4 separate regions of the Mus musculus genome follow, and regions 1, 3 and 4 are each linked to region 2. Evidence: chromatin contacts called from public HiChIP or PLAC-seq and promoter capture Hi-C data. All regions are on one chromosome and are shown on one strand. Each heading gives the region's core, a stretch centred on a gene start, on an enhancer-like site or on the middle of the called end of the contact. The rest is flanking DNA. Distances are from core to core; before and after follow the strand shown.

Region 1 (3,790 bases), core at 553-3,052, 1.2 Mb before region 2:
CCCAACTCTCAAAGAAAGAAAGAAAGAAAGAAAGGGGGGGAAGAAGGAGGGAAGGGGGAAGGAAGAAGGGAAGAGTCAAGTAGGGCCATTGGAAGCAAATGTCCCTCTGTCTGGGATTGGAAGGTCTAGGCTGGGCTGGTGGCACACACCTTTAATGTCCCCAGCACTCAGGAGGCAGAAGTAGGAGGGTCTCTGTGAGTTGGAAGCCATCCTGTCGACCTAGTGACTTCTATGTCGGGGGTTCTATGCAGAGAGTCCCTGTCTTCGAAAGAAAGAGAGGGGTGTGAGACAGAGTGTCGTGGGATTCTAGTTTAACTTACTCTGGGAAGCGACAGAAACTTTAGGGGGTGGGGCCTGGTTGGAGGAAGTGGGTCACTGGCAGCTTTGTCCTCCTAGGTCCTTTCTGCTTCTTGGCTTCTATGAGCCAAATGACTCTACCTCAGTCGGTTTGTTATAGTGACACAAAGCTCCCTTCTTTCATGACTCTTCCCCACAAGATGAACTCCCTGGTGAGCTAACCAGGGAGCTAGCATCTTGCCTTCACTGTATGTATGTATCTTGCCTTCTCCTTCCTCCCCAGGGTTTGATTTTTCCCATCTGTAAAATAGGATCGTCTTTTGGTAGAGTGTATGTTTCTGGTGGCTGCTTTGACAAATGGCCCCTGCAGTCCTCGGGGAGGGGGGCTTCATTTACCTTTCCTGGAATCGGAGTGCTGCCTCAGAGTGTCTGTGAAATCCCTGCCTTCGGTTAAGGACACCTTACTTGGATGGAAATTTGGAACTGAATTCAGTGTGATCTCTTCTTCCCTTTCACCTTTATTGACAAATAAGATGAAGGTCTCCAGCCATAGAAGCAAGCCCAGCCTCAGCCCCACACATGGTCCCAGCTTCTCCCTTTGACCCGCTTGGGGGACCCTCGTCTCCTGTGCAATGGGAAAGAGCTGGTCCTGAGAGCGGAGTGCTTGGCTTGGCAGCCACTTCCTCCACACAGCTAGTCATTTTCTTCTCTGTCTGGTTGCTGAGCCTGCATGCGGCAGGGTTGGATATGAAGGTCAGGCTCTCTCTCCACTTTTCCCAATCGAACTTTCCACAGAAGTCAACTTTCCCAAGGATGCTGGGTGCCCAGCTATTATTAGTTCAGATTCAGCACTGACAGCACGGGGAACCAGACAGAAAAGCAAGCTGCATGCTGGTTGAAGCTGGTGCAGGCTCAGCTCACCTGGGCGTGCACTGGCCCCAGGCTAGTCTAAAAGGGCAGAAAGTCTAGGACTCAGAGCTTTGCACTGGAAGATGATTCTGGGGTGTATGCACCCCATCCTTCTGCAAACCTCTTGGATAAGCATTAACACATGCCAGGCTGGTCAGGGTACTCTGTTCCTGTCTCACCTCATCCCTATAGCCACTTTGCAAGGCTACTGTCCTGGTCCATGCGTCAGGCCCCATTCCCTAGCCTGGCAAGGTGGTTTATGCTTATAATGCCAACACTCAGGAGGCAGAGCCAGGAGAATTGGTGAGTTTAAAAGGCCAGCCTGGGCTGTTCGTAGCAAGGCATCCCTGGAGTTCTTGACCCTGAATCTAGATAGGGTGGGGGTAGCTCTTCCATCCGTCCCTGTTTGGAAGGTGGGGTTAGAAGTGGGAGGGATTTTCTAGGAGGAAAGGGCGGGGCTTTAAGGGACCCTCCTTCTTCTGGTCCTCCTGCTACAAAATAGAAAGCAGGAAGGAGTTTTAGGGTGTGAACCCATGTTCCGGGTGTCTGTGTACACACATTGAGTTAATGTGCAGGGTGCGCTTCTGCGCGTGAGAGGACGTGTGTGACTGTGCAGGGTTCAGGGAAGTGGTGGCTGTGTGTGTATGTGAGAAAGAGTGAGCAAAGGTGGGTGTGCCGTGGAGGGAGGTTTGGGGGGTGAGAGAGAGAGAGAGGGTGTCGGGAATGAGCGAGTGTGGGGTGTGTAGGGGTTTGTGATGTGCGTGTGTATGTGGGGGAGGGTGAGTAAGTCTGGTATGAGTGTGTGTGAGGGGGTGGAGAGAGGGAGGGGTGAATGAGTGTGGGGTGTGTCAGGGTGTGACGTGTGAGAGAGGTTTGTGTGTAGCGATGAGTGTGTGTGTGTGTGTGTGTGTTTGTGGTTTTTGGAGGGGCAGGGCTAGAGGCCAACACTCCTGGAGCTGAGCCTGGAGGGTCGAGCCCAAACATCCCCCTCTTGTCCCTCCTCCCCTCCACCCTATCCTCCTCCCTTGGCCCCCTGGATTCCCAGAGGATTCCGTTAACAGCTGGAACAAATGAAAGGGGGAAAGCTGGGCGGGGCCAAGCGGGGTCAGAGGGGCTGTGCGGGCGCTGGGCTCTGCCTTCCCGGGTTCCTGGATGCTAAGGATTACAGCCTGGGCTGCCGCTATTTAATCAGCTGGTAGCAATTTAACCATTACACCCCAGTGAGAGAATCTAAGACATTTCCTAAAGCCCGGGAAGGAGAGGACTCAGAAGGGTGGAATGCGGGGCTCGGGGGGTGGGGGTGGAGTGGGGGTACGACCGTCGGGACACAGTACAGCTTTATTAAAGAGGGAAAAAAAAACAGAAAGGGGCTAATTCCGTCTTATGCAGTAAAGATGGGGCAGGGTGAGAGCCCCAACGTGGGGTGTTGGGGACCTTAATGGGCCAGTGAGGGAGCCTATAGAGCCACCTAGATGTGGGGATTTGGGGCGGGGGGGGGGATTTTGTCTCCTGCATCAAGGGGGTGGTCCGGAGTCGGAGAGGGAAGCCTGCTTTGTGTAATCCCTGACACAGCCTCCCTGAAGTGGGGCCCAGCAGAGCAGCTAAGCAAGGGACCCCCTCATTGTGGGCTACTGGCTGATAAGTGAGTGTTTAGAAAACAAGCCCGCGGCTGTACTCTGTAAGAAGTGGCTTCCTCCGCCTCTTTTCTGCTTCAGGTGCTCCTTAGCCCTGCCACCAGCTGCTGCCTTGGAGCTCCCAAGAAGGCAGCAACAGTGGGAGAGCCTTGTAGAAGACCAGCCCAGGAGACAAAAGCAAGGGTGGTTTTTGAGGTATCGACAAAGCACTTCCCTTAAAAGTCTGGCGTTCTAGGCTGGCACTCCAGGCTGTCCTAGGCTTGCTGATGTTCCTGGAGCAAGTTGCTAAGTGTCTCTGAACTTAGGTTCTTTGTCTGGCTCACTTGGGTTGGTGAACTTTTTCTGCTCAGGGCCAAATAGTAAATAAGCTTGTGAGTCACAGTCCCCACGGCAACCATTCAACTTTGTCCCAGAAACAGGAACTATAGATAAATGAATAGGCATTGCTCTGTCTAATAAAACTTTATTTACAGAAACAGGTGTTTCCTGGGCTGTAGCTTGGTTCTGATCTAGGAAACATAAAACGACAGTGCACATCTCCTGCAGCCACAGTGGCTTGTGCCACCATATCTCCAGGGTCTGAAACACATCTTCAGGTGACTGTCAGCCAGGTGGCAGAAACAAGGCAGCAAAGATTCTTCTGCTCAACAAACTTGCCACTCATTGCCCATAGATCAGTCACATGCTGGGAGATTCTTTGCACAAGTCAGAGTCTCCATCAATTTTCTATGGCTGTCACAGAAGGCAGGAGGCAGGGTCGTTTAGAAAGAACAAAGGTTTATTCAGCCCACAGTTATGGAGGTGGAGGTCCAGGATCAGAGGGTTGTATCTGCTGAGGGTCTTATGCTATAGAAGGCTGGCAGAAAGACAGACAGGTTCATATAGAAAGGACATAACAAGGGGTGGCTTCACTTTATGGTTGCAGGAATAAACTCTCTTGTGAAAGGCAG
Region 2 (3,838 bases), core at 92-2,591:
CTCGGTCTCAGTATGTCGGCGCGCGTTCGGGCCCAGAATCCCAAGGGGCATTTGGGTCTCTGCACGTGGCTGCGGGTGGGGAGCAGGCAGCGGGCAGAAAGATTGGTGGGATCCCCTGCGCTAGTGGCTCGGGAATCCGAAGCACCCGGGCGCAGGAGCTAGAGGATCTGACTCAGAGGTGGCTGGGCGGTTCCATGTGGGGCTCCCTTCAGAGCTACGCGAGCCTGGAGCTTTTGTTAAGGCTTATTGGCCGAAAGAGAGGTTCGGCGGCCAGCTCGGCTAGCCCGGGGCCCGGGAAAGGGAAGAAGCTGCAGATCCGCACAAGAGAAGCGGCCGCGGGCTTGAACTGTAGCGCTCGGAGCGCGCGAGAGGCGAGCGCCCCTGCCCGGCGCCTCGGAAGCCGGGCAAGCTGCCTGGCTCCCGCCCTCGCTCCCTCCCCCTTCCTCCCTGGCCCAGCCTCCTCCCCGGATCCCCCGGCTTGGATGGCTGAGGCCTTTCAGACGTAGGCTGAGCTGAGGAGCCGCGGCGAGCTCTCAGGCTGCTGCGAACTCTCTTCTGGATCAGCCACCTAGAGGCGACTTTGGTGAGCGCGCGGCGCCCTGGTGGCTCCCCGCCCTCCCCTCTGATCATGTTGACATAAACGCAGGACAGGCCGTAGTACCGCGCGGCGCAGCGACGTTCCAGTTTCCGACACCTTCTTTTTATAACTCGGCTCTATTCCCCCAGCACTCGACCTGTGAAAACCACGCCTATGCAGCCACACAATTGGTCCGAAAGCGTCAAAGAGCCAATCAACAAGCCTCGGGCTCCCGCAGCCCACAGCGCTGCCGGACCGTCCAGAGCCGCCGAGCAGACGCCCGGGGAATTCTAGAGGCGGAGGAGGGTGGCGAGGTGCTCGCTCGCTCTCTTTCTCTCTTTCTCTCCCTCCCTCTACTTGCCTACTCCAGCTCCCAATCACTCCGTTCTCTTCCTTCTTTCCTATTTTTTTTTTTTTGCACCCGTCTTCTTGATCCTCCCTCGCCCTGCGTGCCCGGACGCTGATTTTTTTTTAATTTATTATTTTTAGGAAAGCGATTTCGCTCACGTTTTTTTAGCACAAGGAAGACAGCCGGCTCCCCGAGGCAGAAGATCGCAGGCACCATTCGCTCGCCACCCAGACTCTGCGCGCAGCCCGGAGCCAGAGAGGAGGATCGCGAACCGAAGCCAGCTTCGCAGTTCTAGTTTTGAAAGCGCCGCTGGAAAGGGGCTTAAATCGCTTTTTTTTTTTTTTTTTTTTTAAAGGAGAGACTTTTCCTCCCCCCCTTGATCTCGCTGCCTGTGAAAGCCAGAGTCTAGCTCAACTAAGACGCCTCCTGCGAGAAAGCCAGAGAAGAGCTAGGGGGCGGGGGAAGGAGTCGAAAAAAAGGTTAAAAAAAAAAGTCTCCGAGAACCTTGCGCTTTGGCAACAAAGAGCGTGGGAGCCGGGGAGCCACCCCGGGAAAGGGCTGCAGTGTCTATTTCCAGCTAAGCCACAGGGCTTGGGCGCCAGTCGAGCCCCTGCTTGCTGCTTGCCCTACTGAAACCGACTTCCAGGAGCGGCTTTTCCAACACACTCCACGCACCAGGACAGCCCCTGCAGCGGCTATGTCTCCAGATCTGCTGCCGCTTTGTCCTCTTTAAAAGCGGCGTTCTCTTCCCCCCAAAGACACTTTCCCCCTCCCTTTCAAACGCTTTATTTGTAATTTGCCCTCTTTTTTATTTTAAACAAAACTATGCGTCGCTGTTGAATTTTTTAATTATTATTTTTGAAAAGCAACAACAAAAGCGGAGCCAAGCCAGCAGCTGCGGACTGGTTCCCTGTCTGGAGTGGATGAGCCTCTCCATGAGAGATCCGGTTATCCCTGGGACAAGCATGGCCTATCATCCCTTCCTACCTCACCGGGCGCCGGACTTCGCCATGAGCGCGGTACTGGGCCACCAGCCGCCTTTCTTCCCCGCGCTAACGCTGCCTCCCAACGGCGCCGCGGCGCTCTCGCTCCCCGGAGCTCTGGCCAAGCCCATCATGGATCAGTTAGTGGGGGCTGCTGAGACCGGCATCCCTTTCTCATCCCTGGGACCCCAGGCACATCTGAGGCCTCTGAAGACCATGGAACCCGAAGAAGACGTAGAAGATGACCCTAAGGTGCACCTGGAGGCCAAGGAACTTTGGGACCAGTTTCACAAGCGGGGTACAGAGATGGTCATCACGAAGTCAGGAAGGTAAGTAAGTAATCAGTGGGGGACCCCTCCCCCCAAACCATCTGAAAAATTTCACATCTCTTTTGTCTGACTCTTAAAACAGTAGATTCTGGCTGACTGTTGACGTTTGAAACGAAAACTTCCTGTCCCCCCAAATATGCGGAGACTCCAGGGCCCTGCCTTAAGGGTCAGGAAGTTTCAGCCTACCCGGGCCCTCAGTATGGTTCCTAGGGACTCGTATCCGGGGTTCCTTACAAAATACAGGGTGTTTTCCATTGAAGGAGACCGCGCACTCGGCTTCTGCAGCATTCGAGAAAATCACCTTGTTGCAGGAAGCCCGTTTGTGAAGCCATTCTGAAATATTCTTTACGTTTAGTTCTTTCTGTTGGATTTTATTTCCCAGGACAGACCTTAAAGCCCCTCTTAGACAGCAGTGGGAGACCCGGGAGGATTCCGCAGGCCCTTTCTACTCTTCAGCCTTGTCCCTGGGGCTGAAGGGGACCTAAGCCTGATGGTGTGAGACAGAGAAATCAGTGGAAGAGGGGAGGACCTTCGGGTTTCTTTCCCGTTGCCATCTCCGGAGTCTGCAAGCCCAGGGAAACCGTAGCAGGCAATTTTTACAATTAAGGTTATGTGTGTAGACCCAAGGAACCCATGAGACTATGCACCTTGTATTTGAATATTGTTACCACTTTACGTAATGTTTAGTGCCCTTGCCTGACCGAAATAAGTCTATTAAGGACCCCAATGACTAGTGTTTAAAACCACCGATTTAAGAAAAACAAAAACAAAAACAAAACCAGAGGTAGGTAGCATTGAGGTTTATCAAGATACCAGTTGGAAGGGCACGAAAATAAAACCCCACTTTCGGTCTCCTTCCAAGCTACTTGAGGCCAAAGTTTGGCACGGGATCGTTTTCCAAGCCACAAGACATTTAGTCGGGTTTTCATAACCGGGCACTTCCTTTTAAGTCAAAAGTACAGAAAGCCAGCACTTCTGTGAAATTAAACAGCAGTGGCCTACAGAGTAGAGGAATGTGGTTTATAGCTTAAATCACGGATGGGTTACCAGGCCCGGACGCTAGCCTGTCTTAAACCTCGGCTCTGAGAGCTCACTCTAACAGGCACACAGTTCGCCAGCCTCAGTCCATAAGTGAGCATTTATTTCCTCGATAAGTTTTAATGTTTTCTCATCAGCCAGCTGGTGGAAAATCCGCACCTTTATTAACCCTGGGTTCTTAGAACCCTGCTTCCAGTTGTTTCAAACTAAATACATTCAGGAAAGAAGAAGAAGAAAAAAAAAACTTTAAGAATCCATCCCTCTTTATAAGAGGGCAATCTAAACAGCCACATAGACAAACATGTTTGTTTGTTTTTAAGAAATAGTAGATTCTCTTAGAGGAGGTTGCTGTAATTGATTTGATTTGAGGCTTGGGATTAAAAAAAAGGAGATATTGAGCAGTTTTCATGTTAGCGTGGAAGTAAACAATTTCGCTTGCAGTTGCCTTACAGACTCCCTGGTCCCAGCAGAAAGCGTTAAGCTTTTAGACAGTGCCAAGCAACTTGGAAGCCAAGTCTGAGGTTCTGAGCCATTTACGGGGTGGGCCTTATTTATGTATTTG
Region 3 (3,930 bases), core at 1,055-3,554, 1.1 Mb before region 2:
GTTACTAGCACCCAAGTGGTGGCTCACAATCATTTGGAACTCCAGCTCCAGGCCATCTGACACCCCTTCTGGCCTCCTCTGTCCCCAGGCGTACATGTGCGTAAAACAAAACACCCATACAAATGTAATAATATAAAGAAAAATAAACCTTTGCTGGGTATGGTAGCCCATGCTTTTAATCTCAGCACTCGGGAGGCAGAGGCAGGAGACAAGCCTGGTCTATAAAGCAAATTCTGGACTGGAGAGATGGCTCAGTGGTTAAGAGCACTGACTGCTCTTCTAGAGGTCCTGAGTTCAATTCCCAGCAACCACATCCATACAGTGGCTCACAAAGCAAGTTCCAGGACAGCCAGGACTGTTGCACGGAGAAACCCTATTTTGAAAAATACAAACAAAAATAAATAAATAAATAAAAATAAATAAGTAAATCTTTAAGACAAGTAAACACACCTAGATGCTTACAGTGTGTCACACAGGGTACCACACATATGATGACTTTATTCCATTAATCTTCACAAACATGCCACTGTAGGTAATTCCCATTTTACAGATGGGAAAACTGTGGCTCAAAGAGAGGAATTTCCTTCTCACAACCATAATGTTACAAAGGGTCAGAGCTGAGCTGACATCTGAGCCTTGGGCTGTCCAGGATTTTTTTTAAAAATATTTTTCAATTTGGGGGCTGACCCTAGAACCTCATGTTTACATATCATGAGCCACATGCCCAGTCCTTTTGGTAGTCTTTATTTTGACTTGGAGTCTTATTAAGTTGCCCAGACTGCCCTTGAAGTTGCTTTGTGAGCCAGGAAAGCCTTGAGCTTTCAATCCTCCTTCCTCAGACTGCCACATGGCTGGGATGACTGACCTAGCTACCACCAGGTCCAGTTCTAGTCATCTGCCCCTGACAACCAGGCTTCATAGATGCTACAAGGACCAGAGGAAGCTAGAGGTGAAAATCGTAGCCAAGAAGGTGGCTAAGGCAGTGGATTAGAAATGGGTTTGTTCCACTGATCTAGGAGACTGAGCTTGGAGGGCTGGGGTTGCAACTAAGGGGCGAGACATTTGCTTAGCAGGATGGGGCTCCCATTAATCCATCCACATTCACATTTATTAAATCTTCATGTCCATTCATCTCTCTTGATTGCATATCTATCCACTCACCTACATATATATATTGTGTGTATATATATGTGTAGAAAAAGGAGATATATGTGTGTGTATATATATCCGTTCTCCATAGCTCAAGATAGCCTTGAATTCAGTAGGTAGCCCAGGCTAGCTTAGAATTTGAGGCACTAGTCCCTGCCTCAATGTTGGTTCACACCCACAGCCTCTCCTGAAGTGGCAAGATGTCATCAGTTCATTTATTCACGTTCCCTTCCTTTTCCCTTGATCATCTTAACTTGTCTTTTGGTGCCAGCGGTGTTGGGAGCTGTTTCTGACTTCTTCTGGCTACACAGACTACCTTCACAGACAGTAGGGCTGTGCCCTGAGAACTTACTGCTTCCAAGCACAGTGAGAAGAAACCGGAAAGTGCTTGGTGCAGTCTGCTGCCTTTGAGGGGGAAGAAGTTGTCTCCTGCAGTTCGAGACCTCCGATCTTCCTGCTTCAGCAAAGCCTCCTTCATTCATAAGGGTTGCTGGGAGCAGGCAGATCTGTCTGGGGGGTGGAAGAGCTGTCTTCCTCAACTGTGCTCCACCTTATTTTTTGAGACAGAGTCTCTCGCTGCAATATCAGTTCAGCTGGCCCAGCAGGACAGCAAGCTCCTGGAACCCTCTCGTGTCTACTTTCCTAGCCCTGATTGTTTACAGTTGGAGAGACTGAACTGAAATTCTCATGCTTGCATAGGAAACAATTTTACTATCTCCCCAGCCTCCCAGGAGGAACCCCACCCCCACCCATCCCCACTTCTTCCTTCCTTCCTTCCTTCCTTCCTTCCTTCCTTCCTCCCACTTCCCTACCTTCCTTCTTTCCGTCCGTCCCCCCCCCCCCCCCCCACACACACACAGTGTCTCATGCGATCCAGGCTGACCTCTGGCCTCTAGCTCGCTCTGCAGCTGAAGATGTCCCTGAACCCCTCATCTTAAGTGTTTCTCCTGTTTCAGTTTCCCAGGTGCTGGGGCAAACTTTTCTTTCTCCCAAGGACAGAGGAGAATTTAGCAGCGAAAGGGCTTCTGGGTAACAATGTTTCCCCTTCGATCAAGTCAGCATTGAATTGTGGTTTTTTGGGTTGGGCAAGGGTTGATTTAGAAAAGGGAGATGGTGAGTGATTTAAGACAACTTCTTAGATGAGATTGCACCTAAGCCCTGCCCTGAGCAACCTTCTAGCATGGCTGCTCTCTGGTCAACTTGCCTTCTTGGGTAATCCCACGGTAAAGTGCAGTTTAACCAGGTCGAATTGTAACAAATTCCGTTATTAGCAGAGTTCAGATTAATGAGATTTTCCTTCGCTTGAGTTTCAAGAGGCTAAAAGCCATTTAGTAACTCGATACCTTGTGTGCCTTTCATTATTAGAGGGGGAAAAAAAAAAAAAAACCAGCTCGGGCTTTGGTTAGCATAGGAAATTGAAAAGGCCCAAGGCCTCTGTTCCAGGTTGGGTCCAAGTTTTATGTCAGGCGAGTCACTTAAGCTTTGATGATTTTTTAATTTAAAAAATCCCCTCTCCAGTGCTTGAAAGAAAAAACCTTCTGTTAGAACATGGTGAACACATGAAAGAGAAATGACCGGCTGGGTCAGGGGGAAGCCAAGGGACAGCCACCAACCAGTCCCTTGTCTGAGTTCTATGCAAAGGAAGAGAGGAGGTGGGGGGAGGGAGGAGGGATAGAGGCAGGAGGGGAGGAGGGAGAAAAGGAGGGAGAAGAGGAGAAGGAGGAGCAGAGGAGGAAGCAGAGAAGAGGGGAGGAGGGAGGAGAGAAAAGTAAATAAAACCTTTTAAACTTTGTAATATTTCTCTCTGAACCACAGTCTCAAAAGTTTTTCCTTGTGTTCTCTGTCTGGCAACCTTTTAAATTAAGTTGGATTTGTCCCAAGGACCAAATAGCAAAATTAATTCATGAACCCGGGCTTCCAGAAGGGGCTCTTTCCCTCCTTCCATTTTGTTTAGTCATTTTTATAGCCCTTTCCTTCTTCGGAGTAATTTGGATTTGATTGCTTTTTTGTGAAATTCTAATGTCAAGACTCCGTCTAATTTCTGTTTTATGAAGAAAACTGGAAACTATACAAAGGAATGAATTGAGACTTGGAGTCAAATAAAATCTGTAATGCGATAACTCCATCAACTCTGCCTGGAAAGATCGCGTATTTCAATTAGATCCCCAAGACATGTTCTTACATAAACTGACAGCCTCTGATTGACAGCCCTCATCTTCCCGGAAAACACAATCACAGAGGACAAGGTACTGAGCCAGGTTCCTCGAGGCTGCCGAGGTACATAGGGTGTGCTTCTGGCCTCCTTGAGTTCATCCTAGCCACACAGCCTTGCTCCTGCCCATCATAAGAATTACAAACACATTAAAAACTCCCACCTCCCAAAAAGTATTTCAAATTTAAAGTAATAATAATAACTTAGCATTTAAACCGTACTTTCCATCTTCAAAGTACCCTATAAACATCGTTTCCAATTCTCTAGGCACGCGGTGGTCTTTGATGTAGAGAGGAGCGTTGTGCACAGTGGGGGAGATAAGCCTGTATCCAGAAGAACTGGGTCCAATTAGCTAATTGTAACACTTTCATTTCACCTTCCACCCCCAATTCAGCTTCAGTTTTTCTCCCCACTACCGTTTGTTCTCATTTAGAGTCCTCATAGGGTCACCTACCCCAGCCCATTGCTGTTAATGAAGCTAATCCCACCCAAGCTGGTCCCCGAGGTGCGGGTGCTGCCTTCCACCCCAACCCACCATGAAAGAATTATAGAAATTCAAGGCATTATCA
Region 4 (3,548 bases), core at 889-3,388, 1.0 Mb before region 2:
TGTCTGGTGTAGGACGGATGCAGCATTGATGAGCATCTCGTCCTGTCCCCACCCTCACGCCTCTCTCTGTCTGCTGCCACAGCCACCCAATGCTCTGGCTCAGGGAGCCCAGTGCGGAAAGCCAGGCTCCCTGATGTCCTCATTCTCTTTGACAAGCTTGCCTTTTAAGACGGACTTTCAGTTTTAATGGCTTCACCTGCTCATTGGTAATTTCAGGAAAAGTTGATATGTTATCAAAGGTGCTTATTTTCTGGAGAATAGGGTTTCAGAGTATAAGAACATCTCACCACCAGGAAGATTTTTGGTCAGGTTGTTACAGAAAGTAGAGAATTGAAACTATGTAATCTGGAACTTTATTTAAATAATACTCTTAACCTGCAGTAAAGCAAAGCAGCACACACTTTTTATTCCAGTGTGGCCAAGGTAGTTTCTGTTTGTTTGTTTCCTTAAATTTATACAGATATGGTCACTTTCAAAGGAGACTGAGTTTTACAATTAATGTGTTTAATCTGTTTTTGTCACTTAAGAAAGAGGTGTGGCCGGCGTGGTGGTGTACTTATTAAACATAAGCGCACACACACACACCTTTGATCCCAGCACTCGGGAGGCAGAGGCAGGCGGATTTCTGAGTTCGAGGCCAGCCTGGTCTACAAAGTGAGTTCCAGGACAGCCAGGGCTACACAGAGAAACCCTGTCTCAAAAAAAAAAAAAACAAAACAAAAAACAAAGAAAGAGAGAGAGAGAGAGATAGATAGATAGATAGATAGATATGGATGTGATTGTTGCCTTGGATAACCAGCATTGCCCATGATCCCAGCATCTCTTATTTCTTGTGGAGAAAGCACTGCTATGGTGCTTAGTGGGGCTGAGCTTTGGTAAGGACCTTGAGGTAAATGTCCTCCCTGTCCTGTTTATGCGAGGGGCGTCGGGCAGATGGAAGAATATCACTTGAGGGCAGCCTGTGTCTTTCAGTTTCATCTCGTCACCTTTTTAAAGTGGGTCTACTAAAGGGGAGGGGGTCATAACCTATCTCATTATGGCTCTGCCCACAGTATAAACTGTCCAGTTAGAATGTCCTCGGATACAAAATAAACCTTCTAAACATTGTCTTTCAAATTAAAGTTATAATCAGTTCATACACATCTAAATTATGCTTGATTAAAAATCACAAATTCAGTTTTAAAAATTGTTGAATCACAGTTTGATGTAAATGAATGAGTTTGAGATGTTTGAGGAGAGCTGTTACACTGATGCTGATGGACAGGGAGAAAATCAGGTCAGCTGCTGAGGTCCTTGGGCAGTGATTCTGCAATGTTTACCTGAAGGGTTTCTCCCCCCTCCCCTCCCCTCCCCTCCCCTCCTCCCTCCCTCCCTCCCTCCCTCCTTTCTTTCTTTCTTTCTTTCTTTCTTTCTTTCTTTCTTTCTTTCTTGTCTCTTTACCCCTGCCTTTCCAAAAAAGTAAAGTTTTCTGAGCTTTTATAGGTGTGGCTGTAGCTGATCCTGTGGAATATGGAAGAAGAAATCTCATCAGCCACCTGTACTGATGTGCTACAATTTAATTTTACCAACCATGATTGGTGGGACATTATGAAGTGATAGTGACAAAGTGTCCTTCCTTGTTGATAGTGAATGGTACCTGTGGAGTTGGACCTAGAGTAAGTGCTGTGTTGTGAAGGTGAACCATCAGCGACATTGCTTAGAAATGCGCCTTCCTGGGGTGGGCTCTCATAACTTAAAGCTGGCTGTTTTAACACCGTAAACTTGAGGAGATTCACTTCATGGGGAGTAGCTCTGTGGTGGAGCGTGTGTTGAACTCTACACGGCCCAGCTCATGGACACACACATCTCTGCATATGGGCTGAGTAACATGGGATTGAGTGTTTTCTGGGCTGTAATTTTTTTTCTTAGTGGAAGATTTTGTGTCTGTGCAGGCTGACTTGTCCCCTCTGCAATGGCGAGAAGACAGGTGAGAGACAGACATTGTTCTTAACTGTTGTTGTGGCTGATCAAAGGGAGGGAAGGTGAAAGGGCTTCACCTGGGTTCAAGGGGCCCAGGTTAGGCAAGCATGGCTGGCAGAGGATGTGAAGCTGGAGGCAGAAGGCTGGTGTAGTGCAGTAGAAGTAGAAGTCAAATGTGGCCCCAGGGGCAGGTACACTTAGGATGGCCTGCCAGCAGCAGTAGTGCTTTCTGCCATCCCCCAGGGTAAGTAAGCTTCCAAGTGATTGAGCAAGCGAGCTGTGGACAAGGCGTGGTTTACTGTGAGCGTGGTTTACTGTGGGCGAGTACTTACGAGCTCAGAGTGCTCACAGCTGTGCTTCTTCTGTGGCTGATGTTCAGTCCAGTCATCGTGGCAGCACTGTGGTTGCAAGAGGGATTCTTCTGTGTTTCTGTTCTTTTTGAAGCACAGTTGATTAAAGTTTAAAAATTTTCGTATGTAATATGCAGAAAATTGTATGCAAAATAAATGAATTATTCAGCAACCTGACCTGTTCCCTAATATTATAGGAAATTCAAAAAGTTTGCTGATTGGTTCAGATTAAATAGCACTAATGAAGTACTTCTTGATTGGTGTGCTGTCTAATAACGTAGCTAGCTTTTAAATCGTGGAGTGAAGAATTAGTATCATACATCAGTTGACAGAAAATTTCATCATGTGATTAGCAAGGTAATATAAGCTAAATAGTTGGCAAATACATTTTTTTTCTTCATGAAGAAGCTTTTAAATGATGCATAGATTCAAAGCTAGCCCTCCAAATGCCAATTGAACTGCAGTACTGGTTTGTGTTCCGGGTTGTATGAGACTGTTGAGGACTAGTCCTGAATTTCTGTCCTAGAGGCTGACACCACAGTGCACCTTGACAGGTCAGTGGGGCCAGAGCTGGAAAGACCTTGGAGAGCACCGCTGGAGCCAGCAGCTCCTTCCTAGCTTTCTGCTTTTCTGGGCCTGGCTACTCCCATGCTTTCTCCAGTGCATCATCTGTGGGTGCCTTGTTAAGGCTGTGCAACTTTAATTTTTTTCCAAAACATATTTTTAATGATGGTTCTTAAACACTTTAATCTCCCTTGTAGCCGACCACCCACTAGAAGTAGTGGAAAAGAAAGGATACAGGGTAAGTGGACCTGTTAAGAAAGGTTTTTTGGAGCCACTCCCATCTGTGTTGTCTGGAAATTTGCAGTTAAGTTTGCAGGTCAGCAGCGGCAGCAGCTGGATCCACTCCCAAACACTTCACAGATGCACCAACAGTCCAGTTCCGTAGTCGAGATAGCAGGCAGTGGCACTGCCGAGCAGAGACAGGCAGGCCTCAGCCTCAGTGCTAGTCAGCAGGAGGGACCATGAGTTCTCAGTGATGCCTCAGAGAAACGAAGATCAGCAAAGATGTGAGACCCACAGGCGTTGCACAGCTAGCTAGCTACCTACCTGTATAAGTGCGCTAAGCTGCTTTTTCATCACTGTCTATTGAGTCGAGTCCTATTTATCCCTGCCTTGGGTCTTGCCTCAGCATGTGCGTTTGTCTCAGCTGACATCACTCTGCCAATTGGCTGGAGT

What was found. Promoter capture Hi-C pulls out the DNA fragments that hold promoters and counts their contacts. HiChIP or PLAC-seq counts read pairs in DNA pulled down with a chosen protein or histone mark.
Region 1: an H3K27ac HiChIP or PLAC-seq map of extraembryonic endoderm stem cells shows a contact between it and region 2, with 7 times the contacts expected there. The contact joins the enhancer-like site here to the promoter of Tbx3os1 in region 2. A contact is called at or near these places in 2 of 39 promoter capture datasets (hippocampal neurons and liver), 4 of 115 datasets of contacts at active chromatin or transcription factors (astrocytes, embryonic stem cells, extraembryonic endoderm stem cells and 1 more) and 1 of 9 other capture datasets (adipose tissue).
Region 3: an H3K4me3 HiChIP or PLAC-seq map of embryonic limb bud shows a contact between it and region 2, with 8 times the contacts expected there. The contact joins the enhancer-like site here to the promoter of Tbx3os1 in region 2. A contact is called at or near these places in 5 of 39 promoter capture datasets (the 3T3-L1 cell line, embryonic stem cells, hippocampal neurons and 2 more) and 3 of 115 datasets of contacts at active chromatin or transcription factors (astrocytes, embryonic forebrain and embryonic limb bud).
Region 4: a contact with region 2 is called in a promoter capture Hi-C map of liver, with 3 times the contacts expected there. The contact joins the enhancer-like site here to the promoter of Tbx3os1 in region 2. A contact is called at or near these places in 6 of 39 promoter capture datasets (the 3T3-L1 cell line, 3T3-L1-derived adipocytes, the HPC-7 cell line and 2 more), 2 of 115 datasets of contacts at active chromatin or transcription factors (astrocytes and embryonic midbrain) and 1 of 9 other capture datasets (adipose tissue).

Annotation. Positions count from the first base shown.
Region 1 is chr5:118,463,344-118,467,133 of GRCm38.p6, forward strand. No RefSeq gene overlaps it. Among named protein-coding and RNA genes, the nearest start is that of Gm30746, 3.2 kb to the left of the region's middle. Within about 2 kb of position 1,803, at least 261 of the 459 cell types and tissues checked have an H3K27ac peak or open chromatin away from gene starts, as enhancers often do. A contact at or near this core is called in adipose tissue and extraembryonic endoderm stem cells, where this site is marked.
Region 2 is chr5:119,670,167-119,674,004 of GRCm38.p6, forward strand. Tbx3os1 (T-box 3, opposite strand 1) reads right to left here and starts at 1,342. Exons shown (of 4, transcript NR_166476.1): 1 at 1,085-1,342. It overlaps Tbx3 (T-box 3), which reads left to right and starts at 1,067. Exons shown (of 8, transcript NM_011535.3): 1 at 1,067-2,238. The coding sequence starts at 1,850.
Region 3 is chr5:118,536,042-118,539,971 of GRCm38.p6, forward strand. No RefSeq gene overlaps it. Among named protein-coding and RNA genes, the nearest start is that of Med13l, 23 kb to the right of the region's middle. Within about 2 kb of position 2,305, at least 6 of the 459 cell types and tissues checked have an H3K27ac peak or open chromatin away from gene starts, as enhancers often do. A contact at or near this core is called in embryonic limb bud, where this site is marked.
Region 4 is chr5:118,661,978-118,665,525 of GRCm38.p6, forward strand. All of the region lies in intron 2 of Med13l (mediator complex subunit 13-like), which reads left to right. Among named protein-coding and RNA genes, the nearest start is that of Med13l, 100 kb to the left of the region's middle. Within about 2 kb of position 2,139, at least 47 of the 459 cell types and tissues checked have an H3K27ac peak or open chromatin away from gene starts, as enhancers often do. A contact at or near this core is called in liver, where this site is marked.